5 separate regions of the Mus musculus genome follow, and regions 2, 3, 4 and 5 are each linked to region 1. The links are chromatin contacts, called in public ChIA-PET, HiChIP or PLAC-seq and Micro-C maps. All regions are on one chromosome and are shown on one strand. The core of a region is the stretch at or near the end of the contact, and the rest is flanking DNA. Distances in the headings are between cores, read along the strand shown. Region 1 holds the start of Trim8 (tripartite motif-containing 8). Region 2 holds the start of Taf5 (TATA-box binding protein associated factor 5). Region 3 holds the start of Pcgf6 (polycomb group ring finger 6). Region 4 holds the start of Ina (internexin neuronal intermediate filament protein, alpha). Region 5 holds the start of Fgf8 (fibroblast growth factor 8).

Region 1 (4,369 bases), core at 1,767-4,266:
TTGGGGCTTGCAAGATAGCCTAACCTGGCAGAGTAGAATCCCCAGAGTTTATGTAAAAAGCCAGGCAAGGCAGCAGTGTGTGGCATTAATGAGTCCCTTGTAGGGGAAGTGGAGACAGACCAGTGAGAGGCAGGGTCTCCGAAAGGTAGACATACCTGAAGAACAACCCCCAGACAAGGCTGTGCTCCAGCCTGTGTGGGTGAACTCAAATGTGTCCACACACCAGTCCACACACATATAGTTTGGCCAAGGCTTTGGGCTCAGTTGCCTCCACCATAAACTAAATAAAACATTGTGCAAGATAATAGAGGCAATAAACATATTTATATATTTAACAGGATATACATAGAAAGGTAAGCACATCTTGATTCTATTCCTAGCCTCTTTTGTTGTTGGTGTTATTATGTGGATTTATTTCTGCCCCATAGCTAATCCAAAAACAAGTTCTGTTGGCTCTCTTTCCAATATATAGCAAACCCAATGGCTCACAACCAGCTTAGAGTCCAAATGACTTGCTGTGACTGTGACAGGTAATGCCCTGTATGTTCTGGTCCCTACCTGTTTCTCTCCCTCCCGTGATGCCTTCTTTCTGTCCAGGTACAAGTTTGTGCATTTGTTTTTGCCTTTAGATGAGAGCCCTGCTTCCCAGGATGCTCCTTCATGATTTTTGGTATGCATTCAGGTCTGGGTCAAATGTTACTTTTACTTAGAGCCTTTGCGTATGCCTCTTACTCTCAGAAATTATCCTATATTTAAAATTAAAAAAAAAAAAAAAAAAAAAAAACAACGTAGCTTTCCAGACAATTCCCCAGACCTAGAAAAATGCCTCTGATATAACAGGTCTTTGTTATACTGTATATTCATTGACTGACCAACAAACCCTAGATATTTCACAGTTCTTTAAGCGTCTTTTGAATAGGAAAAGGGATTGCTAGCAGGTAGTTTTAAGCTTCAGAGATGTAGGGGAAAGTATCTCAGAGATCCGGCTCCATGCTGAACCTTGGCAATTTCCTGCTCAATTTCTCTAGACATTTGAGCAGACTGATTGACAAACCCCTTCTTTCCTCTCAAGTAAAAAGAGCTATAGCTGAAGAGGCCCAGAAAAAAAAAATGGTCCCACAGCCTGGCAGCATTATTGCCGTTTTAAGGAGCTGGGCTAGAGCCCCTCCCTCATCACCCAATGTTTAATGTACCGAAGTTAGTGCAAGTCACGTGAGAGCACGAAGTTCGCCACGCCTCAAAGAGGAGGGGTCTCGCCTTAGGGACCAATAGCCTAAGCCGTTTCAGGAACAGCCCTAATTCCAGACAGGGGAAAGGGGCGGGGCCAAGAATCAAAGCATCTGTAACAGCACTTCCGGAAAGTACGCCCCTCCCCTCCCCCCTCCCCGTTTATTTCGCTCGTACCGGGTGGGCTGAGCCAGCGGGTGCTGATTAAAGGCGCCGCCTGCCGCTTTCTCCTCGCCTCCCCCCCCCAACGCCCGTCTCCCCGCCCCCTTTCCGAGTAGCGGGACCAGCCTTGATGTAGGGACACCCCTTCCCCCCTCCTCTTCTATCGCCCTTATCCGGGAGCCCCGAGCGCCGCAATCCTCCTGCCTTCTCCCGCCCCCATCTTGCCCTCTTCACTCTGCTTCGAACCCATTGTATGCGGGGCAGCTGCGAACCGGGGCCGGAGACAGTGTGCCCAGTGTGCCCCGTCAGTGGGTCCCGCGGGCCGAGGCTCTCCCCCACCCGTGCTGCTCCAGGCAGAGGCGAGAGAGGCCCTTCCTCGCTGCGCTGGTGGCGGGGACCGGCGGGCCGCACCCCCAACCCCAGCGTGAGCCCCTAGTGTCCCTTCTTAGAGGGAAGAAAGCGGAGAGACCTGAGACAGAAAAAAAGCAGCTTCTAACTGCCCGGCCCGCTGATCATTTTTATTATCGAGATTATTATTAAAAGGGGGCGGGACCCCAGGATGCGGAGAAGGGGGCCAGAGACGCAGCTATTTCTATTAAACAGATTATTCTTGAAATAATACACGCAAGATGGCTGAAGGTGGCTGTGATGAGTGTTCGGGCTGGGGGGTGGTTTCTTCCTCTCCCCCCTTTTTTTTTCTTTTTTCTTTCTTTTTTTTTTCTTTTTTTTTTTTTTTTTTTTTGATCTAAGGATAAAGCTCTGAAGCGACAGCCGCAGCGGAGACCCTGCCCGGAGTGCCCGCCCTCCCCTCACTTGAGAAGCTGCGGGAGGACAAACGGACCCACGGACAGAGCGACGGGCGCGGGCCCGCCCCGGACGCGTCTCCCGGGCAGCGCTGGGGGCAGCAGGCGCTCGTCGTTCTGCCGACTTCTTCCAATTTTAATCTTTTTAAAAGATTTTTTTTTTTTTTTTGGAAAGGATCGGGATGGGTGGAGCAGAGGTAGAGAGAAATCAAGACTTGGCATTTTTCTCCTTCTCTCTCTCCTAATTTGTTGGAGACCACCAGCCCTCCCCTTGGAGGAAAAAAAAAATCCCACCAAAGGGAGGGTGGAAAAGCGAGCTACAGGACCCTCAAGCGCGCGCCCGGACCCCCAGTCCCCACCGCGGCCGCTGGGAGCTCAAGATGGCTGGGCGCTGAGGACGCACCCGGCCCGGCTGGCTCGGCCTGGCCCCGCCGCCGCCGCCGCAGGCTGGCTCCGACCGCAGCCCGGAGCCTTCCAGGCCGGAGCAGAGGCCGAGAAGAAAAGAAAGTGGGGGGGAGGGGTGGGGTGGGGGGGCGAAGGGGGAGGGCCGGGCGGGGGGAGGGGAGGGCCGGGAGCCGAGCCTCCTGTTCATTAGCAGTTGAGAAAAATTCCTTTCTAGTTTGATCAATCCTTGTTTTCCTCAGCGCAGGCGAGGCGCCCGCCCAGTGCGGGGACAGGGAGTGGGGTCTCTCCGCGGCGGGGGCGCCCTGCGCGGGGCCTCCAGGGAGCGCAGAAGTAGCGACGAGGGGGTCAGGCCGGAGCACCTCCCGGGCTTCTCCCTCCCTCCCTCCCTCCCTCCCTCCCTCCCTCCCTCTCTGGTTGCCTTTTTTTTTTTTTTTTTTTTTCCACTTCTCTCCCTCCCCCTTCCGTTTCTATTTGTGAAGGGAGGAGGAAGGCAGAGGCGGGCTGGTGTCTCTGGCCGGGGACTGGAATTTCATCTGAATGACTGCCCCAGCGCGCACGCAGCGCCCCGGAGTCGGCCCGCCCGCGCCCTGCCACCCGCAGCCGGCCGGCCAGCTGGGGGACGCCTGCGCCACGGCCCGGGGACCGCTGGCGCGCCTTGCTCGCCGGCTCCGGCTCTAGCCAGCCTCGGCGCGGCCGAACTAGCTTCCCGTGCCCCCTCGGACCTCGGCCGGGATCCAGGCGAGGAAGGCGCGGCTCGCACCAGCCAGAAGGTAGCCACTGTCGCCGCCAAAGGAAGAGTGCGGCTCCCCCGCTCGGTGCGCCGCGGGGCGCGCCCCGATGTCAGCCGCGGGGCCGAGCGCAGGCCGTGGGCCGCCGCTGCCCTAGCCGCGCTGCCCCGGAGGCGGCCTGTTATATGGAATTTGGACCACAGCGCTCTCCTCCAGGGCTGGTGCCCGGGCCGCGGCCCTGGCGCAGCCCGCCGCCTCCCGCTAGCCACTCGCCAGGAGGAGGAGACGCAGCCGGCGGCGCGCGCGGCGCGAGGACCCAGGCTCCCTCCTCTGGGGGGCGGGCACGCGGAAGGCGCTGGTGACTGAGCGACTGGCGCGGCCGGCGGGGACCGGAGCTCCGGGCTCGGTGGGTCCCCAGCTGTACCAGACGGATCCCCAGGGTTGGGGACTTAGAGAGGTCTACCCGGGCCCCCTGCCCGCAGCCGCCATGGCGGAGAATTGGAAGAACTGCTTTGAGGAGGAGCTCATCTGCCCCATCTGCCTGCACGTTTTCGTGGAACCGGTGCAGCTGCCATGCAAACATAACTTCTGCCGGGGCTGCATCGGCGAGGCTTGGGCCAAGGACAGTGGCCTTGTGCGCTGCCCGGAGTGCAACCAGGCCTACAATCAGAAGCCGGGCCTGGAGAAGAACCTGAAGCTCACCAACATCGTGGAGAAGTTCAACGCCCTGCACGTGGAGAAGCCGCCGACGGCACTGCACTGCGTGTTCTGTCGCCGCGGCCCCCCGCTGCCGGCACAGAAGGTCTGCCTGCGCTGCGAGGCTCCCTGCTGCCAGTCTCACGTGCAGACGCACCTGCAGCAGCCCTCCACCGCCCGCGGGCACCTCCTGGTGGAGGCGGACGACGTGCGGGCCTGGAGCTGCCCGCAGCACAACGCCTACCGCCTGTACCACTGCGAGGCCGAGCAGGTGGCTGTGTGCCAGTACTGCTGCTACTACAGCGGCGCGCATCAGGGACACTCGGTGTGTGACGTGGAGATACGGAG
Region 2 (3,914 bases), core at 654-3,153, 570 kb after region 1:
GCACTTTCCTACAAGGGGGAGCAGGACAAAGAAGAAACATTTGTAAACATGCTTACTAAGTATGAAGAACTACAGAAAAAAAAATGTCAGAATGAGGACTGCAGAGATGGCTCAGAGGTTAGGAGCATTGGCTGCTGTTGCAGAGGTCCCGAGTTCAATCTCCAGCAACCACATGATGGCTCACAACCATCTATAATGAGGTCTGGTGCCCCCTTCTGGTGTGCAGGCATACATGCAGGCAGAACATTGTATACATGATAAATAAATCTTAAAAAAAAAATGTCAGAATGAAACAGTAACCTGTGAAATGAAAGGAAATCAGAAGGGCAAGAGCTGGAGAGAAGGAGTGGGCGCCCTTCAAAGACCCAGACTGACGCAGAATCTGAATGATTAAGGACCCTGGGAGCAGGGAGCAGAAAGGAAGAAGACAGAAACAAGATAACAAAAGGGTCTCCTAGGCACCCAGTGACTTTATTTCTTCTGGTGAAACAGGAAACACTGTACTTGAAGTCATTAGCCTCAGCTAAAGCACAACGTGGACGCTGGACTCTCAGAGACCCGCGTAGAGAGGACAAAGGTGGCCATACTTCCCCAAGTCAGACACCTTCTTCCCATCTCCTTCCAAGTAAGGGCTGCTGTTGTAGCCCAGCAGCAGAACACTGCCTAGGATTCAAGAGGCAGGGTGAGGTTCACTTCCTAGTACTGCCCCAAACAACAACAAAATAGTAACAATGGGTAATTAATACACAGTAGAAACATTTTAGTCATAAAAACGTCTATATAAAAACTTTTTAGCTGGACCCCTACACTTGGAAGGTGAAGGCAGGAGGACCAGAAATTCAAGGTCCCCCTTAACTTCACAGCAGGTTCAAGGCCAGCCTGCGTGCATAAGACCCTGCCTTAATCTTTTCTTTAAAAAGGAAAAAAAATTTTTTCCTTAGGACAGAAATGGTTTATTTGGTAACAAGGAATGAGAAGAAATTAACTTTTTTTTCTCTTTAACTTTATAGTTGATTTTGTTGTTGGTTTTGGTTTTGTTGTTCTTGTTCTTGTTGGAGACAAGGTCTCCGGAGACAGTGTAGCCCTGACTGATCTAGAACTTGCTGAGGCGATCCTGTGACCTCTATCTTCGGCTTAAATTTATTTTTAGAAACTACATCCAGCTTAAAGGCTTTTTTAAAAAAAATAAACGATATAACATATACTGTAAAGTTCACAAAGCTAGATTTTTACAGGAATAAAAAGTGAAAAAGAGCCGGGCGTGGTGGCGCACGCCTTTAATCGCAGCACTCAGCGGATTTCTGAGTTCGAGGCCAGCCTGGTCTACAAAGTGAGTTCCAGAACAGCCAGGGCTCTATAGAGAAACCCTGTCTCGAAAAAACAAACCAAACCAAAAAAAAAAAAAAAAAAAGAAAGAAAGAAAAACTGAAAAAGTAACCACTGCTCAGCCCACAGCATCAGAGAGCCTTTCCAGTAACTAGGAGGCCTCTTTCTGATAAATGCTATGTGCTTTTGAATTAAATACCTGGGCGTGAATCGTTTTCTTCGCGTGTGATTTTAGCATGGTATTTAACCTCTTTGGATTCTGGTTAAGCCGTCTGTAAAGACTCCAGGGATTAGCACCTTTAAACTTGTTGAATTAAAAGAGCTCGTATAATATAAAACGGCTATCTCATCGCCTGAATGCAATAAACGGTAATTAGCAGGCAAATGCAATAGAGACTGACGGTAAGCAACTCCCACTTCCTGCCTGCCTTTCGCTCGGTTTTGAAAGTAGCTCTTTCTCGTGCCTTTTCTCCTCGCTAGCTCCTCCCACTGCCGTAAATGGCCTGCCCCGGCTGTCGTGAAACGCCCTACCCCCGCCCTCCATGTGGCGAAAACGCAGTCACGCTTGACGGCGCGAGGTGGCTCAGCCGCAAGATGGCGGCGCTGGCGGAGGAGCAGACGGAGGTGGCGGTCAAGCTAGAGCCTGAGGGACCGCCGACGCTGCTACCTCCGCAGGCTGGCGACGGCGCAGGCGAGGGGAGCGGCGGCACTCCCAACAACGGCCCCAACGGCGGCGGCGGCGGGAATGTGGCAGTGGCAGCGGCGGCCGGCGGGGACGGCGGGACCCCCAAGCCTGGGGTGGCTGTCTCCGCCGCTGCCCCGGCGGGGGCGGCCCCGGTGCCCGCCGCTCCGGCGGAGGCCGGCGCTCCCCACGACCGACAGACCCTCCTGGCCGTGCTGCAATTCCTCCGGCAGAGCAACCTCCGCGAGGCCGAAGAGGCGCTGCGCCGGGAGGCCCGGCTGCTGGAGGAGGCGGTGGCGGGCTCCGGAGCTCCGGGAGAGTTGGACGGGGCCGGCGCGGAGGCGGCCAGCGCGCTTCTCAGCCGGGTCACCGCTTCAGTTCCCGGCTCTGCGGCCCCCGAGCCTCCGGGGACGGGCGCCTCGGTGACCTCGGTGTTCTCGGGTTCAGCCTCAGGTCCTGCGGCTCCGGGAAAGGGTGAGTCTCGGGCTCCCGGGCTGAGGAGCGCCGGCTGGAAGGGGAGCTAGCCGGGAAGGCGAGGGCTGGCGGGCCTGCACCTCTGCGGGCTTGTTTTGAATTTCCTGGGCCCGCCTCTAGGGCCACACGCCCGCCCCTTTCGCTCCTGCGCCGGCTGCGCAGTCAAACCCTCTTCTGAGCTGTCAGTTCCAGCCAGAGGCTGAGCAGCAGGGCTGTGGAGTCGAGGGAGGCGCCAGGGACCGGGGATTGACAGAAGAGGGGAACCTTAGGGGTTTCGGGGTTTCTGCTCTTACTTAGACTTAGGAACCTAGGATTGGGTTCGCGTGAACACGAGTATCGTACTGTCACATTCCCATACTACTATTGTACAGCAGGTACTTTCCGTGTCTTGATTTTTCACAACTGTATAGTTCTCATCTCTCCTTTTGAGACGAGACAACGGACTTTTTGAGCAAAGCCGGAAGGGCTTGCTTTGGATAACACCTCCAGAGTGGAGGTTGTAAGTGTTTCTTAGAATGTGGGCTGAGAACCGCTGGTGTTAAGTGTTTTAGAGGATTTCTGAGCATCACTTAAGGCTTATTAAACTCTGTAAGGGCAGAGTCTGGGAATCTGCCTTGCAGAGCTTTTGAAAACTCTTAAGTCTACGGGCAGGAGTGGGGCAGACCTTTTTGTCTCTGTTGCTTTTTCTTGTGTGATGTCAGTTAAAGGTTTTTTTTTGGGGGGGTTATTTTATTTTATTTTGCCTTTTTACTAAGTAAGTTATTACGAGTCTAAGATGTAATGAGTAATGTGCCTAGTTCTGAAAGTTTAGTTCCTGACTCCAGTTACTGACAACCCATGTCCACGTTTCTCCCAGAAACTTGTCACAAATCCATATCGTAAAACACTTTCGGATGAAGACGCTTGCTGCCATGTATGATCCCCTGAGTTGGGTCCTCAGAACCGACACGGTGGAAGGAGAGTCCCAGCTACCTGAAACTTGTCTTTAATATACACCAAACTTAAAAATTTTAAACTCGGGGCTGGAGAGATGGCTCAGTGGTTAAGAGCACCGACTGCTCTTCCGAAGGTCCTGAGTTCAAATCCCAGCAACCACATGGTGGCTCACAACCATCTGTAATGAGATCTGATTCCCTCTTCTGGTGTCTGAAGACAGCTATGGAGTACTTATGTATAATAATAAATAAATCTTTAAAAAAATTAAACTCAGGAGATCAGTAACTATTGAATTAAGTTATCCAGGTTAGTGGTTCTAGACATGTTAATCTGTTTCAGTGAGAGCATTGCCAGACAGGGAGTTTGAACACATGACACTGTGATCCATAAATAGAACTGTGTCTTGTTTATAATGCCAGCACTTGGGATGCTGAGGCAGGAAGGAGAATTACTGTGAGAAAGCCATCCCCAGCTAAATATAGTAATGGGGGAAGGG
Region 3 (4,142 bases), core at 559-3,058, 550 kb after region 1:
GCAACAGTAACCATTTTAGGATACAAGCCTTTCCCTTCTCAAATTCAGAAGCTAGCTGCAAGTAGGAAGTCTAATGCCTATATTCCAACTTACACAAGTCAGCTGTGACATCTGAGCCCAAGAGTGTTGGTAGGGTCTGGACTCCACCCCCACAGTTACTTGGCAACAGCCAGGTATGCTCCTCCCCACAGTTACCTGGCAACAGCTAGGTAGGTTTGGCCCACTATAAAAGGGACTGCTTGCCCCCTCCTCTTACTCCTGCTTCTCTCCCTTGCCTCTTCCCTCCCTTGCTCCATCTCTCTCCCCATTCCCTTCCCGCCCTCTCTACACGTGGTCATGGCCCTCCTCCACTTCTCTACTCTGTCTCTCTCTCTCTGCCTCTACTACCCTCTTAACTTCCCTCCCCATGCCCTGAATAAACTCTATTCTATACTATATCGTCGTGTGGCTGGTCCCTCAGGGGTAAGGGATGCCTTGGCATGGGCCCGCTGGGGCACCCCCTTCCCCCACACCTCGCCACACCCCCATAGAACATATATTAATACCCCTTTATCTTTTTAAAATCACAACATCAAACCCAGTCCAAAGCCAACACTACAAGGTCTCATTTCAAAACAAGTTAAGCCATGATCCCAAGATTTCATTATAAGCAGTGTAACTTAATTGCACTCCAACCCTTCAAAATATCCAATCTAAAGAAAACACTGTATCTAAGCGGTCCCAGTTCTCTGACATATAGGAAACTAACAGTGAAAGGCACCTGTTCTTTTGTTGGTTTACAAAAAGCCCTTAAACCTGCCTGGTCTCCCCACATTACCAAGGATGACTTTGAACTTGCTGCCTCTGCCTCACGAATGTTGGTAGTAACAAGTGTCTACTACCACATCCAGTGTAGACAGTGCTGTGACTCGAACTCCGAGCGTCCTGCAGGGCAGAGATACACTGTATCAACTGGCCTACACCCTATCCCCGGGATGCCTTTCTTCACACATTTGTTATTTATTTTTAATGGGGGAGGGGTCCCAAACCCTCTCAACATCCTGCAGAAAAAAAAGAGTACACCTGCCAGTAGCCTTAGACATCTAACTCCCTCCACGTTACGCAAAGACTTTTACAGAATGTAAAAAAAACAAAAACAAAAACAAACAAAAAAACGGGACCCAGAGTGCCCTAAATGATCTGCAAGGACTCCACAAAATAAATGAAGCCGGAGAGAGGCCACGCCTGGGTGGGCGGGGATGGAGCGCTACACAAGCGCCGCGAGCTCCAGCGACAACGGCAACCACAGGTCTGCGCCCCGCTGGGTCCCAGAGGCCGCTCGAGCGCAGCCAGGTCTGGCAGGGTCGTCGATACCTCCTCCTCGTCCTCGGAGTCTGCCCGTCCGGACTCCAGACGCAGAGAGAAGTGGCTCATCTCTTCCTCCTCCTCTTCTTCCTCCTCCATCTCCTCCTCCTCTTCCAACTCTTCATCGTAGTCCTCGAAGCGGCCTCTCAAGCGGCCCAGGCTGCGCTCGGGCTCCAACGCCGGGGGCCGAGAGCGAGAGCAGCCGGCAGCGCCCGCCTGGCCCAGGGACGCCGGGCCCTCCTCGCCGGCCGCGGGTGCCGGGATGAGGGCGGGCGGAGAGATGGGAGGCGGAGGCGGTGGCGGTGGCGGCATGGCTGAGGCTCGCTTGGCCTCAGAGGCGCGCTTGTTTTCCGTGGCGTCCGTCTCAGCCTCGTCCATGGCGGGGATCAGAAATCTGGCGAGTTGAGAGCGAGGCAAGGCGAGTCGGACGGCTAGCGCGCGAGTTGAGCACGAGCCCCCTTTCGTACCAGTGCGCAGGCGCCGGCGCTCCGCAGAGGCCGCTGGGAAGTGTGGTTCACCTAGGCTACCTAGGTGAGGCGGAGCTGCTCAGGTTGGGGCGGGGCGTGTGGGCCACGCCTTGAAGGAAGCTCACCGGTTTTCGCGGTCGAAGCCTGCAGTGTGCTGTTCAGGAGAGTCTAAAATGCTACAGTTTCAGTATTTTACTTGCACCAGTTTATTCATGGAACATTGAACTCTAGATGCCATGTGTTCTTGAATTAGGAGTGATGGTTTCATTTTGAGGACTAATTGTGGTTTTCCGTCCATGGTTAATGGCATCTATCTACTTAGTAAGACCTTGTCTCACCAAACAAACAAACAAAAACCCTAAGCTGGCTCAGCAGGTAAAAAATTTGCCTCCAAGTGTGACGACCTGAGTTCAATACCCATGTTAGAGGGAGAGAACTGATTCGCGAAATGATTTCTGAGAAATGAGGGGGAAAAGTTAGAGGACAGCTTTGATAAGAATAACCACATAAGCCAAGTATGGTTACCTACTTATTAATTTCAGCCTTGAGTAGGCAGAATGTTAGAGCCAAGGAATTTGAGACCCACCTGGGCAGCACTCCAACACCCCTGTCTCCAAAAGGAAGAGAAAAGTTCCAGACCTTACCCACTGAAGGGTGTCTTTGGACTTTTGAACACTATTGAGACAGTTAAACGTGGAGGTGTCTTGAGCTGGAAAGATGGCTCCAGCTGTTAAGAGCACTTCGATGCTCGTGCAGAGAGGCCCTTTAAGAAGAACCCCTCTTCCAAGCACCCAAATGGCTGTTCACAACCATCTAGTTCCAGATGCTGTCTTTTGTCCTCTCTGGGCACCAGGGATGCAAATGGTGAACATACATATATGCAAGCAAAACATGCTACACATAAAAATGAAAAATAAATAAAATATAGTTTTCAATTGGAGCCAAGTGGTAAAGGAACCTTTAATCCCAGCACTGAGGCAGAAACGGGCAAATCTCTTGAGTCCTAGGCCAGTCTACAGAGTGAGTTCCAGGATAGCCAGAGCATAACAGAGAAACACTGTCTAAAACAAACAAACAAACAAACAAACCCAGGGCTGGCTGGAAAGATGGCTCAGCAGTTAAGAGCACTGACTGCTCTTCCAGAGGGCATGAGTTCAAATCCTAGCAACCACATGGTGGTTCACAACCATCTGTAATGGGATCCTAAGCCCTCTTCGGGTGTGTCTGAAGACAGCTACTGTGTATATAAAGTAAATAAATCTTTAAAAAAGGCCGGGCGTGGTGACACATGCCTTTAATCCCAGCACTCAGGAGGCATAGGCAGGCTGATTTCTGAATTCAAGGCCAACCTGGTCTACAGAGTGAGTTCCAGGACAGCCAGGGCTACACAGAGAAACCCTGTCTTGAAAAACAAAAACAAAACAAAACAAAAATCTTTAAAAAATAAAACAGGGGCTGGAGAGATGGCTCAGCGGTTAAGAGCACTGACTGCTCTTCCAGAGGTCCTGAGTTCAAATCCCAGGAACCACATGGTGGCTCACAACCATCCTTAATGAGATCTGAAGACAACTACAGTGTACTTACATATAATAAATAAATAAATAAAATCTTTAAAAATAAACAAGTAAAAATAAAACAAACAAGAAAAGATGTAGAGGCTCCCGAAAGTTGGACTAAACACATTTTTCCATTATGAGATAACCCAGGAACCTATGGGGACTGAGAGGAACATGCTATGGTTTGAATATGGATGTCCCTCCACAGGTTTGTGTTTGAACACGTGGTCCCCAACTGGTGGTCCTGTTTGGGAGTTATGAAACCTCTGGCTTGTGTGACCTAGCCAGAAGTGGTGATAACTACAGGCAGGTTTGAAAGATATCCACTTCTGGTCCTGGACTGAGCTCTCTGCTGCTTCACTCAAATGACACATGAAGACTTACGGCTCAAACTCCTGGCACTACAGAGACGCCCCGACATACACTACAGGAATCTTCTGAGGGCATCAGCCTCTCGAGTGCCGGGATCACAGGCACAAACTGCCTTCCCACTCTTGTCTCTAACACGCCAAATGACAAAAGAAAATACAGACTGGATAAAATCAGGATAAAAGAGCTAAATAAAAAAAAAAAACATAGCTCTTGGGCTGGAGAGATGACTCAGCAGTTAAGAGCACCGACAGCTCTTTCAGAGGTCCTGAGTTCAATTCCCAGCAACCACGTGGTGGCTCACAGCCATCTGTAATGGGGTCTGATGCCCTCTTCTGGTGCATCTGAAGAGATCAATGGTAGTGTACTCATATGCATAAAATAAATAAATCTTTAAAAAATATAT
Region 4 (4,246 bases), core at 1-2,500, 510 kb after region 1:
TTGGAATTCGGAACTAGAAAGCAAAGGGCTTCACATTTCCTGGAGTTGTGCCACAGGATAGAAGGTAAACTAGATCCATCTATCGTTCAGGCTCCCACTCCATCCTAACCGGGTGTGGCGAGGACGGCCAATTCTGTCAGCCCTGCTCCTCTGCCTCACTCCTGGAAATGAGTCTTTGGTCCAAAGACTAATCCCCACAGAAAATGGTGCTCCCGTCCAATTCAGAATGGATTGTCAAACGCTTGCAGGGCCAGACAGATAAAAACAAAAACAAAAAAACAAAAACCGGGGTAAGAGGGGTGACTCTGAAGTGCTGGGAGCCCTGAGGAACAACGCACTTAAACAAAGGCACTCGCCCACCGCAGTCATCCTAAACCTTCTGCTTTCAAGAGTAGCAGGGGCTGGGCATTAAAAGATCAAAATCAATCCAGTTTCTGTTTAGATGAAACCTCCTGACTAGAAATCCAGTTTTGAAACGTTTTAAAATCTAATGTGTTTTGTTGTTGGTTTGGGGCTTTTTGTTTGTTTAAACCAAAGCCTGCAGCCTTTCTAGCAGCCTGCGGTCCTGGCACGCACGGTGACTGGAGGTCTAGAGGTGAATCCTGCTAATTCTCAACGCTTTGTCCTTTCCAGGACAGACCGCTTTCCTCCCGGTAACCCTTTGCACCCTTGGGGAAAAAAAAAATCAGCCTCTTGTTCGTCACCAATGTCCCCGAGAATCTCACTCTTTCTGCGAATCCTATCTCCTGTGGTGGCGGAACTGAGGGATGCTCTCTGAAGTGGTCCCACTTTCTCCGAAGAGAACCAGGAGCCGCCTAAGCCAGGAGATAAAGAGGGGGTTGCCCGCTCCCCCTGTAAAGAGTGGAGAGGAACAGGGCCTTACCCTTGGGAACTCTGGGATGCGGATGAGAATAGAGGACACCTTTCAGAAAAACCTCCTCTCCGTGGGGGATAAGAGCAGAAAAAAAAGGACAGGCTCTAACGCCATCAAAGAGCTGAGAGCGCTCGGCCGGGAAGCCAAGGTTGTTTGGGCACTCCCTCCCCTCCGGTCATTCCCAAGGCAGATTCTTGGGGTACAGGCGCAGCGGACAGGGACGGCCCAGGACGGTGGCGCGCAGCTGCGGTGGCACTGCGCTCCCCCGCCCCCGCAGGCCCCCCTTCCTCTCCCCGCTCGATCTGAAGATGAAGCTCCACCCCTAGCGCGTCGCCCCAACCCCGCGCCTTAAAAGCCCCGCACACCGCCCCGCCGCACCCAGCCTTGCCGCACCTTCGCGTCCTCGCCAGGTCCCGCCGCAGCCGCGCACCCGGCCCCGACCCCGGCACCATGAGCTTCGGATCGGAGCACTATTTGTGCTCCGCCTCCTCCTACCGCAAGGTGTTCGGGGACAGCTCGCGCCTCTCCGCGCGCCTGTCCGGGCCGGGAGGCTCGGGCAGCTTCCGCTCGCAGTCGCTGTCCCGCAGCAATGTGGCCTCCACGGCCGCCTGCTCCTCGGCCTCGTCCCTCGGCCTGGGCCTGGCCTACCGCCGCCTGCCGGCCTCCGACGGGCTGGACCTGAGCCAGGCGGCGGCGCGCACCAACGAGTACAAGATCATCCGCACTAACGAGAAGGAGCAGCTGCAGGGCCTCAACGACCGCTTCGCCGTGTTCATCGAGAAGGTGCACCAGCTGGAGACGCAGAACCGTGCGCTCGAGGCCGAGCTGGCCGCGCTGCGCCAGCGCCACGCCGAGCCGTCGCGCGTCGGCGAGCTCTTCCAGCGCGAGCTGCGCGAGCTGCGCGCGCAGCTGGAGGAGGCGAGCTCGGCGCGCGCGCAGGCCCTGCTGGAGCGCGATGGGCTGGCCGAGGAGGTGCAGCGACTGCGGGCGCGCTGCGAGGAGGAGAGCCGCGGGCGCGAAGGCGCCGAGCGCGCCCTGAAGGCGCAGCAGCGCGACGTGGACGGCGCCACCCTGGCCCGCCTGGATCTGGAGAAGAAGGTGGAGTCGCTGCTGGACGAGCTGGCTTTCGTGCGCCAGGTCCACGACGAGGAGGTGGCCGAGCTCCTGGCCACGTTGCAGGCGTCTTCGCAAGCCGCCGCCGAGGTGGACGTGGCCGTGGCTAAACCAGACCTGACTTCGGCGCTGAGGGAGATCCGCGCGCAGTATGAGTCCCTGGCCGCTAAGAACCTGCAGTCCGCCGAGGAGTGGTACAAGTCCAAGTTCGCCAACCTAAACGAGCAGGCTGCGCGCAGCACCGAAGCCATCCGAGCCAGCCGAGAGGAGATCCACGAGTACCGGCGCCAGCTCCAGGCACGTACCATTGAGATAGAGGGTCTGCGCGGAGCCAATGAGTCCCTGGAGAGGCAGATCTTGGAACTGGAGGAGCGGCACAGCGCTGAGGTGGCCGGCTACCAGGTAAGGGCTGGGATGCTGCATAGGAAAGAGTGCCCTGTCCTTTTCCGTACAGAGATAGCTTCACTCCCTGTAAACTGGTGCCCTAGGAAACCACGGGAGGGAAAGGGGAGAGAGGGGAGCGTTGACTAGAGGCGTCAGTCAACAAACAAACAAACAAATTAAAAAAAAAACCACGAAGTCTCACGCATGCAGCCGCAAATGTGGACTGTATGTGCCTGGAAGCTAGCTCTTCAAGCCCTTGATGTCTTCGCCCTCTATTTTGGAGGGTGGGGGAGTTTGAGGCACAGAGCCCAAGTCTTCATGCATATACTAGGCATATGCAGTAACACGGAGCCACAACCCCACCCCCAGTCGCTTGTCTGAACTCTTCTAACAAAGGAGTCTTTAATCTTTCTAGGAGTCAAAAAAAAAAAAAAAAGTAACCATGCCTTCCTGTCACCAAGAGTACAGACACACTAACAGAACAGTGCCGACCCAAAGTGTCCCCAGAGGGCGCAGGTCATGGCTTCTGTGGGCGGGTACTTAAGAATCTGGTTTGTTTAGTTGACTTTGAGAAGTCTTTTCTGAGTCTTACTGAGAATTGATATTTACAGAGTATCGTCCGCTTTAGGATTGGGAAGAAGGCTCACTTTCTTGAGTTTTGCTCTAAAAAAGGAGTGGGATGTAGCATATTTAAGCTAATGACAACTGCCTTGCCCCACCCTTGCGCGCGCGGGCGCACACACACACACACACACACACACACACACACACACACACACACACACACACACACGAAACCCGCGAGACACACGCGCAGTTTCCTTGTCCATCTACTAAACAAGCTTTGAGCCCGTTCAGCTTGAGACCGGTCAGGGCGCTGTCCGAGGTGCTGATCTCCTGTTCCTCCCAACGCAGAAATGTCTCCTGCTTCATTATGTTTCCAAATTGTCCCAGTTAGGAAGTCTAGGCCTCAATGCAATTAACTGCTTCTTTTTTTTTTTTTTTTTTTTTTTTTTTTTTTTTTTTGATGTAACACAATCAATCTTGGCTAAATGAACTCAAAGCTCATCTTGTAGATAGCTTCAATTTTTGCCTCCAAGGATAGCTTTGCAGTTAACAAAAACCTTTTAATCGGCTCGAAGGCTGTGAGGTCTCACTTGAAAACCTCTGTTACCTTGACATCTTTTTCAGCTTATGGGCACATGGCGAGTTACAGAGATGGTTTCTTTGTTATAGGTGACTTTTGTGTTTCACCTTTCCCTGCCCTGTAAGCTCTGTGAAGGTAATGATTGGCTCTTTCGTCACAACAAAGGCCACTGTGTCCTCAGTTTCACTACATTGAACATGCTAGCTTGTGAATACAAAAGGCTCAGAGACAGAAGACAGGACAAATGAAAAATGTAGAAAAAAACACACACACACACAAAATTAGGTGGTTTAAGTACAATGAACAATAAAAGCTCTTTGGGATATAATAATTCAGAAATAATTTATTCTAGCTAGGGTTGAATTTTACATTTGATGAAATCAATGTGTTTAAGGAACATTAATAAGAATAGAACCTAGAAATGGCATATTTCAAAGTACCGTTTTGTCAGAAGCAAGAGAATTTATTGATGTGCAGGTATTTACTGTCCATTATGAATGGCTCCCTTTCATAAAGGGAAAAGTCTTATTTGAGATGTCTCTCGTTAGTCTGATATTACAGTCTTATTCAAATAAATATTCCAGTTTTGCTACAAAATCTGTACGTTGAGCTTTTCAGTATGTGTCCTAGGCCCTGGATGATCTGAATTAATCACACTTAGTGCAAATGTTGAATTAGGTATTCCTCAGGACTAGTATTTCTGCAAAACGTGTAACTAACCCACCCCA
Region 5 (3,802 bases), core at 940-3,439, 760 kb before region 1:
CTTAGCTCTTAAAATGCCTCACCTTTTTATTACATTTTAATAGAGTTTTCCTTTCTCCTTTCATGCTCGCTTAAGTTGGTCATTATTTAAAGGTTTTTAAACTTACAATATCCCACTCTCTAAAAACAACACCAGCCACCCTGAGGGTTTGGCTTCCTTGTGGTACATCCAAGGAGTCTGGAAATTGGCCCCATTTCAAGACAAGAATATTGAATGTTGTAGAAATCAATCAGTTCTCAGCCCCTGCCCCAGTAGCTCCCTGTACTCAGCAGCCCTGCGGGAAGCCGCCAGCCGACTCAGTCCCCTGGGGTATCCACAGTGGAGCCCGGAGTCTAACTTGCAGGCCGAGTCTCCCTGTGCAATTGACCCTTCTGATCAGTTAGCAGTTCTGTCCCTTTTTCAAACTGGGCGAACTGGGGGATTTCTCTACTTTCTTTTTCCCACTCTCCTTTTGTGGGCCCTGGCGACATATCCTCTTTCAAGAACTCCCCTTAAATTTGGGCCTCTCCTCTGAACCCTCTGCCTCCACCTGCAGCCGGGTAGAGGTGTGTGAAGATTGTAAGGGAGACTCCTGGATTCATTCATTTGCGGAGCAGGGAAGAGAGGGCACCTGTTGGCCTCGTCCTCCCCAGGGTCCCTTCCCCACTATTCTCTCCAGCTGACCCCAAGGCACCTTTTCGTCTTAACTCCTTCCCTTCTCAGGTGGAGAGCCCGCAGGCCTTTCTGGCTGATGCAGCTGGGGCTGGCAAGGGGCGGCGAGGTCCAAGCTACCTCTCCTCTCCAGGGTCCGGGAATGCACCTTACCGAAGGGGTCTCCGTCTTCTGCCATGGCGTTGATGCGCTTGTTGGCCAGGACCTGCACGTGCTTCCCGCTGGTGCGGCTGTAGAGCTGGTAGGTCCGGATGAGGCGGCGGCTGAGCTGATCCGTCACCAGGCTCTGCTCCCTCACATGCTGTGTAAAATTAGGTGAGGACTGAACAGTTACCTTTAGGAAATTGAAAAATACACAGCACGCCATTATAACGCTACTCCGCCCAGGGGCCCCGAGTTGGTCCCCATTGCCCTTGTACCCGCCTCCCGCCGCGCCAGGCAGCCAGCGGGGACTGGGGGCATCCCCACAACATGCCGGCTCAGGCCACCAACCCCCTCGGGGAAGTCGCGCAGACCCAGCCCAGGATGGATGGATGAACCCGGGAATGAGGGAGTCTGGACCCACCTGTTGGGAAACACCCTGGGGCTCCCGGCCAGCTCGGAGCAGGGAAGTGGGCTCCCTGCCCAGCGCAGGCCCCCCGCCCGGGCCTTCCTAGAGGAGCAGGGTGCTTTTAAGTAGCGAGGCAACGCTACCCGACCCGTGACATTTATAAAGACAAATTTACGGAGCAAATGTTGAGAATGCAAAGGGCCTAGGTTAACACGATCGTTGGCCCAAACCGGCCACAGGTCTCCCCAGAGAGCAGCGGCGAGGATATTCGCTGCAACTACATCCCAACTACCCTTGACAAGGAACACCCGCTGACTCCAGCTCCCGCCTTCCTAGGAGGCCAGGTGTGGCTACAGGTAGCCTTCCCATCCACCCGAACTGGCCAGTCGCTGGGCTCAAGACCCTTGGGTTCTAGTCTCTCCACTCACTCGCTGTGTGACTTTAGGCAGGACACTGTCTCTCTGTTCCTTAGATCCCTCCTCGGGGTAGTTTGGGGCTGGATTTGTAAAGTTCTTTCCAGCCCTGCTGCGCTGGCCGAAGGGTCGGTCCTCGTGTCCCTGCCCGAGAGTGTCAGCTGGGTTCCCCGCGCCCGGCCCCCGCTTCTGCGCAGCGCTCCTTACCTGGGCTTGGAGGCAGAGAACCAGCAAGTGCAACAGCCTGTGGGAGACAAAAGCGGGCAGGAAAGAGGCGCGGGGTGAGCGGAGAGGGCTCGGCGGGCGCTGGCCGACGGGGACGCGGGGGCGACCGCGGTACTCACAGGCAGCTCAGCGCGGAGCGGGGGCTGCCCATGGCGCGCGGCCCCGGGAGCACTGAGAGCCCGAGCGGGGTCACGCCGTCCCACTGGAGGCCGCGGGGGGACAAGCCGAAGGTGCGGAGGCTGAGGGAGGTCGGGGTGCGGGAGGCCAGCGGCTATCCCGACGCGGCTCGTGGAATGTCGTGCTCGCCGCGCGCGCCGAACCCCTCTGAGCCGCTGCTGGAGCCGGTGGCCGCTGGCTGCTCAGGAGCCCGAGCAGGCGGGAGGGTAACGGGCCTGTGGGGTGGGTGGGGAGGTGGGAAGGGAGGGGGAGGGCAGGGGCGGGGGGCGCCGCACCGGCCGCGAGGGGGGAGCGCGGGGCGGGCGGCCGGAGCCCGCACCCCCGGCTGGGCGCTGGGGCCGGGTCGCCGCCCGGGGCGGGGGCGGGGCGGCCGGGGGCGGGGCGGCGGGCAGAGCAGGGATTGGGGGGTCTGGCCCAGGGGAGGGGTCTAGGGACCCGCGGGAGGGGCGGGGGCGGCTGGTGTGGGCGCCTCCCACTACCCTTGCCTGTCTCTTCCAGCGTTCCGGGGGCGGGATCGTCCAGGGATTGGGGGGCGTCTGGGACAACATGTTTAGTGGGGTCCCGTACACTTGAGTCCTGCAGGACTGTTGATCTGCTTAGGGTCGGGTCTGCTTATCTCTGGCCTCCTAGAAGGTCTCTGGGTCGCCTAATGTGTGCTGCGGTCGCACGCGCCCCTCTTGGGAGCCTGCAGCTAACAGTGAACTGGGCCCCGGTGCTGAGCGTCCCCTTGGGCGCCACTGGAACCCGGTGCCTTCACCTTTCTAAAAACCCAACCCCGCTGGTTTTCTGTCTCACAGTCTCCAAAGAGGCTCTGGGAGGGAGAAATGCCCCTTGCCACCCCATTATCACCTTCAGCCTTGCTCCTGTCCATCCAACTGCACTAGTCTATAAAGCTTAAGAAAAACCTTGAAGCGTCTATGTGGTAAGAGCTCAGGGGTCTCTGAAGGACCCACAGCCACTGCTTCTGAGCAATTAGCAGGGGCAAAAATAACTACGTTCAGCAACATTCAGGACACGGACCCAAGCTGCCTAGCCTTTCCCCTTCTGAGTTCCAGGTTTTCCTTGAGCAGGTACCTGGTGTCTTGTGTCACTTGGAAGAGGGAGGTGCTGGTGAGAAGGTAGAGACTTCTGTAAGCCTTTTCAAGCCCGTCGCCCCATTGCTTTCTCCATAGGGTTTCTGGGAACCCTGAGCCACTATTTTGTTACCGCAGGCACAGAGATTTCCCAGGCCAGGTATTTTTGAAGACCAGGTGGCTCCGTGGATGTACCACCCAGCTCTGCCTTCATCCACAGCCTCCCCTCTACTGATCCTCTGTGCCTCCGGGGTAGAACTAGGGGTTTGCGGTGGCCCCAGAAAGTCTTTGTAGGCTAAAGAGAGGCAAGCAGGCCCTTGTCAGTCCCCATCCGGTTCGGCCTGCCGCCCCCCTTTTATGCATCCCATCTTGCAAATGCAAACACGGAGTAATATATATATATATATATATATATATATATATATATATATATATGGTTAGGGGAGTCCATCTCAGCCCTTCAAGTGCTGAGCAATATAGAGAAGAACTGGTTCCAAGGAGACAGTCTCAGCCCTCCTCAGAGTAGACTTCCTGAGCTCATAGGTGAGTCTCCTCACAAATTCTGTTCCCCGCTGTTTTGATCCACCCAGACCTGGAGGTGAGGGAGGAATCTGTCTTACAGGCCCAAGGATTGAAGCTCAGGGCAGAGCTGTAGCTCTGCAGGTAGTGTTGGATGGATGGATGGGGGCCACCTGACTGAGCCATTAGACTAT

What was found. A called contact is a pair of places that touch in the nucleus more often than the background predicts. ChIA-PET counts read pairs in DNA pulled down with a chosen protein or histone mark. HiChIP or PLAC-seq counts read pairs in DNA pulled down with a chosen protein or histone mark.
Region 2: a contact with region 1 is called in an RNA polymerase II ChIA-PET map of memory CD8 T cells, with 47 read pairs. The contact joins the promoter of Taf5 here to the promoter of Trim8 in region 1. A contact is called at or near these places in 5 of 39 promoter capture datasets (cranial neural crest, frontonasal cranial neural crest, liver and 2 more), 3 of 484 Hi-C or Micro-C datasets (CD4 T cells and embryonic stem cells), 5 of 115 datasets of contacts at active chromatin or transcription factors (bone marrow-derived macrophages, double positive thymocytes, effector CD8 T cells and 2 more) and 2 of 9 other capture datasets (adipose tissue and embryonic stem cells).
Region 3: an RNA polymerase II ChIA-PET map of memory CD8 T cells shows a contact between it and region 1, with 37 read pairs. The contact joins the promoter of Pcgf6 here to the promoter of Trim8 in region 1. A contact is called at or near these places in 4 of 39 promoter capture datasets (cranial neural crest, frontonasal cranial neural crest, liver and 1 more), 4 of 115 datasets of contacts at active chromatin or transcription factors (bone marrow-derived macrophages, embryonic forebrain, extraembryonic endoderm stem cells and 1 more) and 1 of 9 other capture datasets (adipose tissue).
Region 4: a Micro-C map of embryonic stem cells shows a contact between it and region 1, with 2.6 times the contacts expected there. The contact joins the promoter of Ina here to the promoter of Trim8 in region 1. A contact is called at or near these places in 1 of 39 promoter capture datasets (liver), 3 of 484 Hi-C or Micro-C datasets (all in embryonic stem cells), 7 of 115 datasets of contacts at active chromatin or transcription factors (embryonic hindbrain, embryonic stem cells and large pre-B cells) and 1 of 9 other capture datasets (embryonic stem cells).
Region 5: an H3K4me3 HiChIP or PLAC-seq map of embryonic stem cells shows a contact between it and region 1, with 12 read pairs. The contact joins the promoter of Fgf8 here to the promoter of Trim8 in region 1. A contact is called at or near these places in 1 of 484 Hi-C or Micro-C datasets (embryonic stem cells), 1 of 115 datasets of contacts at active chromatin or transcription factors (embryonic stem cells) and 1 of 9 other capture datasets (embryonic stem cells).

The regions. Positions count from the first base shown.
Region 1 is chr19:46,498,632-46,503,000 of GRCm38.p6, forward strand. Trim8 (tripartite motif-containing 8) reads left to right here and starts at 3,017. Exons shown (of 6, transcript NM_053100.2): 1 at 3,017-4,369. The coding sequence starts at 3,813.
Region 2 is chr19:47,065,845-47,069,758 of GRCm38.p6, forward strand. It overlaps Taf5 (TATA-box binding protein associated factor 5), which reads left to right and starts at 1,904. Exons shown (of 11, transcript NM_177342.3): 1 at 1,904-2,482. The coding sequence starts at 1,921.
Region 3 is chr19:47,049,098-47,053,239 of GRCm38.p6, forward strand. It overlaps Pcgf6 (polycomb group ring finger 6), which reads right to left and starts at 1,809. Exons shown (of 10, transcript NM_027654.3): 1 at 1,354-1,809. The coding sequence starts at 1,722.
Region 4 is chr19:47,013,431-47,017,676 of GRCm38.p6, forward strand. It overlaps Ina (internexin neuronal intermediate filament protein, alpha), which reads left to right and starts at 1,251. Exons shown (of 3, transcript NM_146100.5): 1 at 1,251-2,389. The coding sequence starts at 1,325. It also overlaps a transcript of Nt5c2 not described here.
Region 5 is chr19:45,740,695-45,744,496 of GRCm38.p6, forward strand. It overlaps Fgf8 (fibroblast growth factor 8), which reads right to left and starts at 2,190. Exons shown (of 6, transcript NM_001166361.1): 1 at 1,959-2,190; 2 at 1,822-1,858; 3 at 1,217-1,303; 4 at 805-985. The coding sequence starts at 1,990. RefSeq lists enhancers at 1-957, 1-535.